Linked DNA regions of Rattus norvegicus: region 1 is linked to region 2. A link is a contact called in public Hi-C data. All regions are on one chromosome and are shown on one strand. Each heading gives the region's core, a stretch centred on a gene start, on an enhancer-like site or on the middle of the called end of the contact. The rest is flanking DNA. Distances are from core to core; before and after follow the strand shown. Region 1 overlaps Arhgef2 (Rho/Rac guanine nucleotide exchange factor 2). Region 2 overlaps Lmna (lamin A/C).

Region 1 (3,461 bases), core at 941-3,440, 170 kb before region 2:
AATCCCAGCAACCACGTGGTGGCTCACAACCATCTGTAATGAGGTTTGATGCCCTCTTCTGGTGTGTCTGAAGACAGCTACAGTGTACTCCTATATAATAAATAAATATTAAAAAAAAAAAAACACTGGACCTGGTGGCACTGGGGAGGAAGCAGCACCCCGAGACCCTCTGGTAGTCTAGAGAAATTGGCATGCTCCCCACTTGGTCTCAAAAAACCAGCAATCAAGATTGACACGAACTAAAAGGTTAGTCCTTCCATGCCCCCTTTGCAATGGTCTCCTGAGTAGGAGTACCCCTTTGGTTTCCACACTCATTTAAAACCATAATGACCCCCCATTCACCTCCAAGTCCCTGAAGACCGCCACTCCCCCCCCCCAAAAAAAACCTGTAATGACCTAAGTTGGTTATCAGATAGATCGTGCTTGGGGGCTGCTTCAGGAGAGAGGCGGCAGCAGATGGATGGAGCACTTACTCCATCCCTGTCTTCAGGACCAGGCTCTGGGGACGCTTTGTAACCAGGTTGTCACTATGTCACTAGTCACTCAAGGCCCCAGCATAGCAGCAGCTATAAAGCTTCAATAGCTCCAGGCACCACAGCCAGCTCCACAGTTGCTGAGAACCACCCAACTCAAAAAAAAAAAAAAAAAAAAAAAAAAAGGCTGGAGAGATGGCTCAGAGGTTAAGAGTGCTCGCTGCTCTTCCAGAGATCCTGAGTTCAATTCCCAGCAACCACATGGTGGCTCACAACCATCCGTAATGGGATCTGATATTCTGGTGTGTCTGAAGACAGTAACAATATATCCACATCCATTAAATAAATAAATCTTTAAAAAAAATCACCTGACTCACAACGTATTAAAGGATGGGGACAAGATTTAATTAGCCTCTTGATGTTTAATTTCCTCTTTATGTTTAAAGTGGCTCCAAAATGCCAGGTTTATTCCTAGCCATGCAGGAAGGTGGGTAAACCTCCCTACCTAAGCTTTCTTCCTCTTCCCCCGCTGCAGGGCCTCTGCAGGCCTGGCTGGGTCCGGATATTGCCTTTTCTGAGGATATCTGCTTTACAGAACCCCTCGGGGGTAAATATTGACAAGACCAACTCAATTAACTGCATGTGCCCCGGTACTGAGAGGGCAGCACGGAGGAAAGGGTGTGGCAGTGGAGCGCTGTGTGTCCAGGCTTAGAGTCCTCCTCTAAGGGAGCAGCATGGTTTTGAGCAAAGAGCTGGACCCTGGCTCTGGGAGCACACAGTCTCAGAGCTTTGAAATGGCAGCGGGGCAGGGGACGGGGGCGGGGCAAAATTTAAGACTTTAGGTTCAGAAAGCAGGGTTAGGGAGGGGACAAACATGGCACAGACGATCAGGAGGGAGGGAGCGGCTCTGGGCTGATGCTGGGTTGGGGCTATGGTAATAAGGCAGCAAAGGAACCCAGCCTCTCCCAACTCACTCTGGAAATCCACCTAGGTTTTTCTCCGCTGCTCTGGGGAAGGCTGGGAAACTGTACTCCTTTTCTGGAGGACTCCTCCACCTGACCCTTCCATGCACCGGCCCAGATGCTGAGGGCTGCCTAGACCACAGCTGCTAAACGTCAACTGGTTGGACACGGAAGCATGGCTGCTTGTTAGGCAGAGCAAGTGGGGGCTGGCTTCTTGGCCTGGCAACTTTTTTGCACCCATTGTGTAAAAGAAAAACAACGTGGGCTGGGCATACTGGCTCATGTCTGTGGTTTCAGCATCGGGAGGCCGAGGCCAGAGGACTGCCTTGAATCCAAGGCCAGTCTGGGCTTCCCTGTAAGACCTTGTCTCAAAGATAATACTAAAGTAAATAAATAAACATAGAAAACGATTCCTATGGCCCAAGAATCCCATTAGAGAGAAAGTGCCTCCAAAGGGCCAGAGGCTGCTGGAGGGGAAGGAAGCAATCCCACATCTATGTGCTGCCCGTGCAATTTCAGTTCTCCTTCTCAGTGGGGTCCTGAGACCCTTCTCACCCTACCTTACAGGCTGTGGGGGTGCACATGCACTGGCCCTGCCCCCCCCCCCAAGTGTAGGACCTAGAAACAGGAAGTGGAACGAGCCAAAACCAAGAACTGAAACCAATTACTACCATTCCAAGTGACAGAGTGTACAGGCTGCTACTCCGTGAACGAGGCCCTGGGCTCACAGGGTGGGAATGAAAATGGGGGGCAGGGAGGGGAACCGAGAGGGGTGGTTAGAGCCAGATGTGCCCTGTGAGCACAGCACACAAATAAGATGCAAATTAGTGTTCTAATGTCTGTATCATTAACAGCCAGCCGCTGGAGGCTGAACGGCGCTTCATTTCCAGCCTTGCAATTTTGAGATGTTTAATAAGAGTTTGAGCAGCTGCATCCATTCATGCCCTCTTCTGTGAGGTAGTGACAGCCCCTTTTCAGAAACCGTGGTCACTGCCTTGCTGCAGGCACGGCAGTCCTCAGAACGGGCACTGAGACAGCACCTCATGCGTGTCAGGTCTTTAATTTTTTCCCTGCCAGAGCTTTTTCTTTCTTTGCTTCGTTGTTACTGTGTTTTTTCTGTTTAACAATTCAATTGGCAGAAAAATGGCTATCGCTGGTGGACATTAGGGTTGCAGTGAAAAAAAAATCCCCCTCCCCCAATTCTTGCTTGCCACCGTGGGAGACGAGGTGAGGGTTCCTAGAGGTTTCCCAACCCACCTCAGAGCTTCCTCTGAGGAAGAGGAATGGCTCTAAATGGCTGAGGAAGAGTTCTGAATGGGAGCCCCCTGACCTTCGATGAAATAGGTCACTGTCTCCCTAATTCCTCAAGTTCAAAGACATGGAGCTAGAAGTGCCTACAATCTTCTTTTAAAAATATAAAACAGGTGCGGTTGGCTTTGGTACAAAAAAAAAAAAAATAAGAAAACAAAACCAAAAACAAAACATTCTGGTCCCTGTATTCTTCCTTCCCCACCCCAATACATTATGGCTACCTGCTCCATCAACTCCAAGGAGCCAGAAATCCATGGAGGATGGAGAGAAAGAACAGCAGAAAGAGGCTAAGGGGAGTGGGAAAAGGGACATGGTCCTACCCACAGCCCTTCTGAAAGGGGCAGTAGGTTCTATGGCCACAGATGGGTGTCACTGGGGTTGATGTTAGGTTGTGTGGCTAAGGCCAAACATATCCCAGTGGTATTAAAGGAGAGGCCCTCTGATACCTATGGCTTGGTTCCCATGTCTCTGGCCCTTTAAATCACCCCCCCAACCAATAAACAATAAATAAATAATTTTTCCTAAGGAGGGGGAGAAGGCATGTAAAATCGGCATCTGTGGTGTGACTGTTGGAGAACACCAGGGGTGCGGTGGCCTCTAAGTCCCCATCCCCATGGCCCCTAGGTATCCAGGGGTCTTGGGAACTGGCAAGGACAATCGGCAGTCCTTTCAAGGTTTGCCCCTTTACTAATGTTCTTCAGTGGGGGGCACCAGG
Region 2 (3,368 bases), core at 818-3,317:
GAGCTTTGCCAATCATGGGCACATGTGCCTGCGTGAGGAGACCTGAGGTTTTCTTCCCCCCCCCCCTCTCTCTCATTTATTTTTTATTTTTGCTTTTTTTTTTTTTTTTTTTAATTTGAGACAGGGGTTCTTTATGTAGTCCTGGCTGTCCCGGAACTTACTCTATAGATCAGGCTAGGCTGGCTTGAACCCACAGATCTCCTCCTGCTTCTGCCCCCTAATTCTGCTGGGATTAAAGGCTTGGGCCACCACCTCCCAGCCTCAACCTTGTGGTTTTCAAATGACAGCCATCCAGAGTTTCACAGGGCAGGTTTTGGGGAAGGTTCAGGAATACCTGCTTTGCTTACTTCCTCCTTAGCATGCCAGAGTAGGGCTGCCCACATCCTGCCAGAATTTGAAAGTGGTCACAGACCCACAGACCAGCCAAGAAACCAAGAGGTGGCAGTGGTTATCTCGGATGGCTGCACAGTCCAGAGCCAGTATTAGGTTTGAAGGTAGTCAAGGGTAGTGGATCCATCAGGTCTTTTGACTGGGGGTCTCCCAGCAACAGAGTGCACTTCTAAAAGGACTGTATCCCTGAAGCTCTCTGAAGCCCCTTTGCTTCCTAACAGTCCCTTCTCTTTCCCCTTCCTCACTCTCAAACCCCCTCCTCCCTTCTCTTTTTGTACTGGGAGTTGGACCCAGGAAATCACACTCCAACCCCTATGTCATTTTCTTTGCTTTGGCCCTGTATACTGGGGTGGGTAGGTTTTTAGTGTCTGAACCCAGCCTTCTCTAGGCTTTCCTGCCTACATCTGTGAAAGAAAGTACAGAAATTAGTCCAAAGGTTAGTCTAGAAGCCCTCAACGCCTGAACTTTAAGGCATTAAGGGGACATATAGAAAAACCCAAAGATCACAGGTAAAAAACCAGTGCTGGGGTGGAGAACGGGTGGGGTTGCTGTGGGAGGCCAGATATAGAAAGATTTCTGTATTTAATCTGTAGTACATGCATCATTCATGTCTGTATAATTAAGATAAAGGAAACTGCATTGTTAGTGGAAAAAAAAAATTGGGCCTGGGAATGTAGCTGGCCTAGCACTTAGGAACTTTGGGGTTTGGGTTTGATCCCAGCATCCCATAAACCACATATAATCCCAGCACTTGGAAGGTAGAGGCAGGAGGATCAGAACTTTAAGGTCATTCTTGACTACTTAGCAAATTCGAGGCACCCCAGGATACCTGAGACTCTGTCATGAATAAAAATAAATATTAAATAAACCAATATGGGTCTAGGTGGAAAGGCAGCTTGGGCAGGGTAGGGCCGGAAAAGAGAGATAGAGGGTTGTGGTCTCAGGGGGATCTGGGAGCAGCACCTCAGCACCCTTCCCAGTCACAGGGGTCACCGATCTTTCCGGAACTCCCGAAGGCTCGAGGCCTTGCTCTTTCTGGCCCAGCCATGGGGAACGCTGAGGGCCGGTGAGGCTGGCGGCGGGCGGGCGGGCGGGGCGCGGGCCGGTCTGTCATTCCCTCCTGCTCCTTATTTTTAGCCCCGTGTAGAGTCTGGGCCGCGGTCCCTCCCCCAGGACAGGGGAGGAAATGCAGGCCACTCCCTCTGGGCTTAGGCTGTTGCTCCCGGCAACCAGGCCAAACAGGCCGCGCGGCTTCCATATCTGGCGTCTGAGGTGGCTGAGGAAGATGACTCAGTGGGCGGGTCAGCGCCTGGCTCTGTGCCCATCCAGCCCCTCTGCCACTGCTGCCTTTCTTCCCTAAAGCAGCCCGGGGACCCCCAGCCTTGCCCCCCACCCCTCGCCCGCATCGGCTTCTCACTTACCTTTTTCATGACTGCTCCCCTCCCCCACGCCCCTCATTGAGCCAGGATTGCCCATTGGGATGAGTTAAACCGGATACCCAACCCTTCTTGTCCCTGGCCCCTGGAGGCAGCAGGGATGCAACCACTCCTTTGCTCACGCGGGGCATGGCACCAGGCCTGGAACAGGGTATAGGCAGGCAGGGTCTCACTGCCCCCTGAGAGCACGGGAGACTTCCCGCCCTCTGCCCTGTTATTGTGGCTCTGAACATGAGTCACAGGGGTAGCCGGGGTTCCTACCCCTTTCCAGCTCCCAGGACTGCCCCACCCAGTCCTCCATACCAACCCAGGACAAACCCAGCTTTCCTACTACCACGCCCAGTGGGCTGGAACTGGACCACACCTCTACGCAGACACAGATGCCTAGGCCTGTCGGGTGTCTGCACGGCCAGCCCAGGCTGAGGTCTCCTCTCCTAGGAAGAAAATGGTGTTTGATAGAGGATAGCCATTTAACTCAAAACTTTTTCTTTCCTTTAAAAATCTGTTTTAAACGATAGCAAATAACTGTTATAGTGTTAAACATGTAACTTGCATTGCTATTCAAGATGTGCTTTTCTTTTCCTTCTTTTTTAAGAATAGTATCTCACTATGTAGTCCTGGCTGGTCTAGAGCTCTCTGTAGATCAGGCTGGCCTTGAACTTCTTGAGATCCCACTGCTTCTGCTTCCCAAGTGCTGAGACTAAAGTAGTGTATCACCATACCACGCTTAAAGCATGATTTAAAAAACAATTTTTTTTAATAAAGAGGAATTTTGGGGCTTGGTAGTACATGCCTTTAATCCCAGCACTCAGGAGGCAGAAACAGACTGATCTCTGGATTAGAGGCCAACCTGGTCTACAAAGTTCCAGGACTGCTGGAGCTATACAGAGAAACCATGTCTTGAAAAACCTAAAAAAGAAGATTAGAGAAAGGGAGAGGACGCCCCCCCCCCCCCATTTTTTAGGGTATGCTTGTGGCTCTGTCTACAGAGCTCCCAAGGTCTGAGTCATGAGCCCATGGGTGATAGTGGCTTCTTCCCCTTAAATGGGGCTCCCCATGCCTGACTAAGAAAACCACAAGTTCTTCCTTGATAATGTGTGCTTGAGGTTTCCCTCAGCTGCAGGGTGTGTCTTAGTCCTTTGTGGAGTCTCTTCAGTACTGGGTAAAGCACTGGCAGGGACGGGAGGGATGGAGAAACAGCCCCTGGATTTCACTGAAGGCGTGTTCTGAATTGGTACAGAGAGGAGTGCAAGCACTACATTCTAAAGGGCCCTGGTGGGAGCTTTCACCACCTGCCTTCTCTGTATCACACTGGTAATAGCATGCATCTCAGAGGGCAGTTAATATTGTCGTCCTTACAACAGTGCCTGACATACAATAAGCTCACGAGAAATATTTGCTGTCACAGTCACATCCCACATAACAGTGTTTCTGTCAGTGGCAAGTCATATACAGTGAAGGTCCCCAAACTTCTATCATCTTGTGTGATCACACTGTGATATTTGCATGATGATGAAACTACTTCATAACTTCTTACAACAC

What was found. Hi-C and Micro-C count contacts between places; a contact is called where the count stands out from the background.
Region 1: a contact with region 2 is called in a Hi-C map of mammary epithelial cells, with 1.8 times the contacts expected there. The contact joins two enhancer-like sites. A contact is called at or near these places in 2 of 12 Hi-C or Micro-C datasets (Schwann cells and mammary epithelial cells).

The regions. Positions count from the first base shown.
Region 1 is chr2:176,415,045-176,418,505 of GRCr8, reverse strand. It overlaps Arhgef2 (Rho/Rac guanine nucleotide exchange factor 2), which reads right to left. Exons shown (of 22, transcript NM_001012079.2): 22 at 2,332-3,461. Among named protein-coding and RNA genes, the nearest start is that of Arhgef2, 28 kb to the right of the region's middle. Within about 2 kb of position 2,190, at least 20 of the 93 cell types and tissues checked have an H3K27ac peak or open chromatin away from gene starts, as enhancers often do. A contact at or near this core is called in Schwann cells, where this site is marked.
Region 2 is chr2:176,247,115-176,250,482 of GRCr8, reverse strand. All of the region lies in intron 1 of Lmna (lamin A/C), which reads left to right. Among named protein-coding and RNA genes, the nearest start is that of Lmna, 9.4 kb to the left of the region's middle. Within about 2 kb of position 2,067, at least 73 of the 93 cell types and tissues checked have an H3K27ac peak or open chromatin away from gene starts, as enhancers often do. A contact at or near this core is called in Schwann cells, where this site is marked.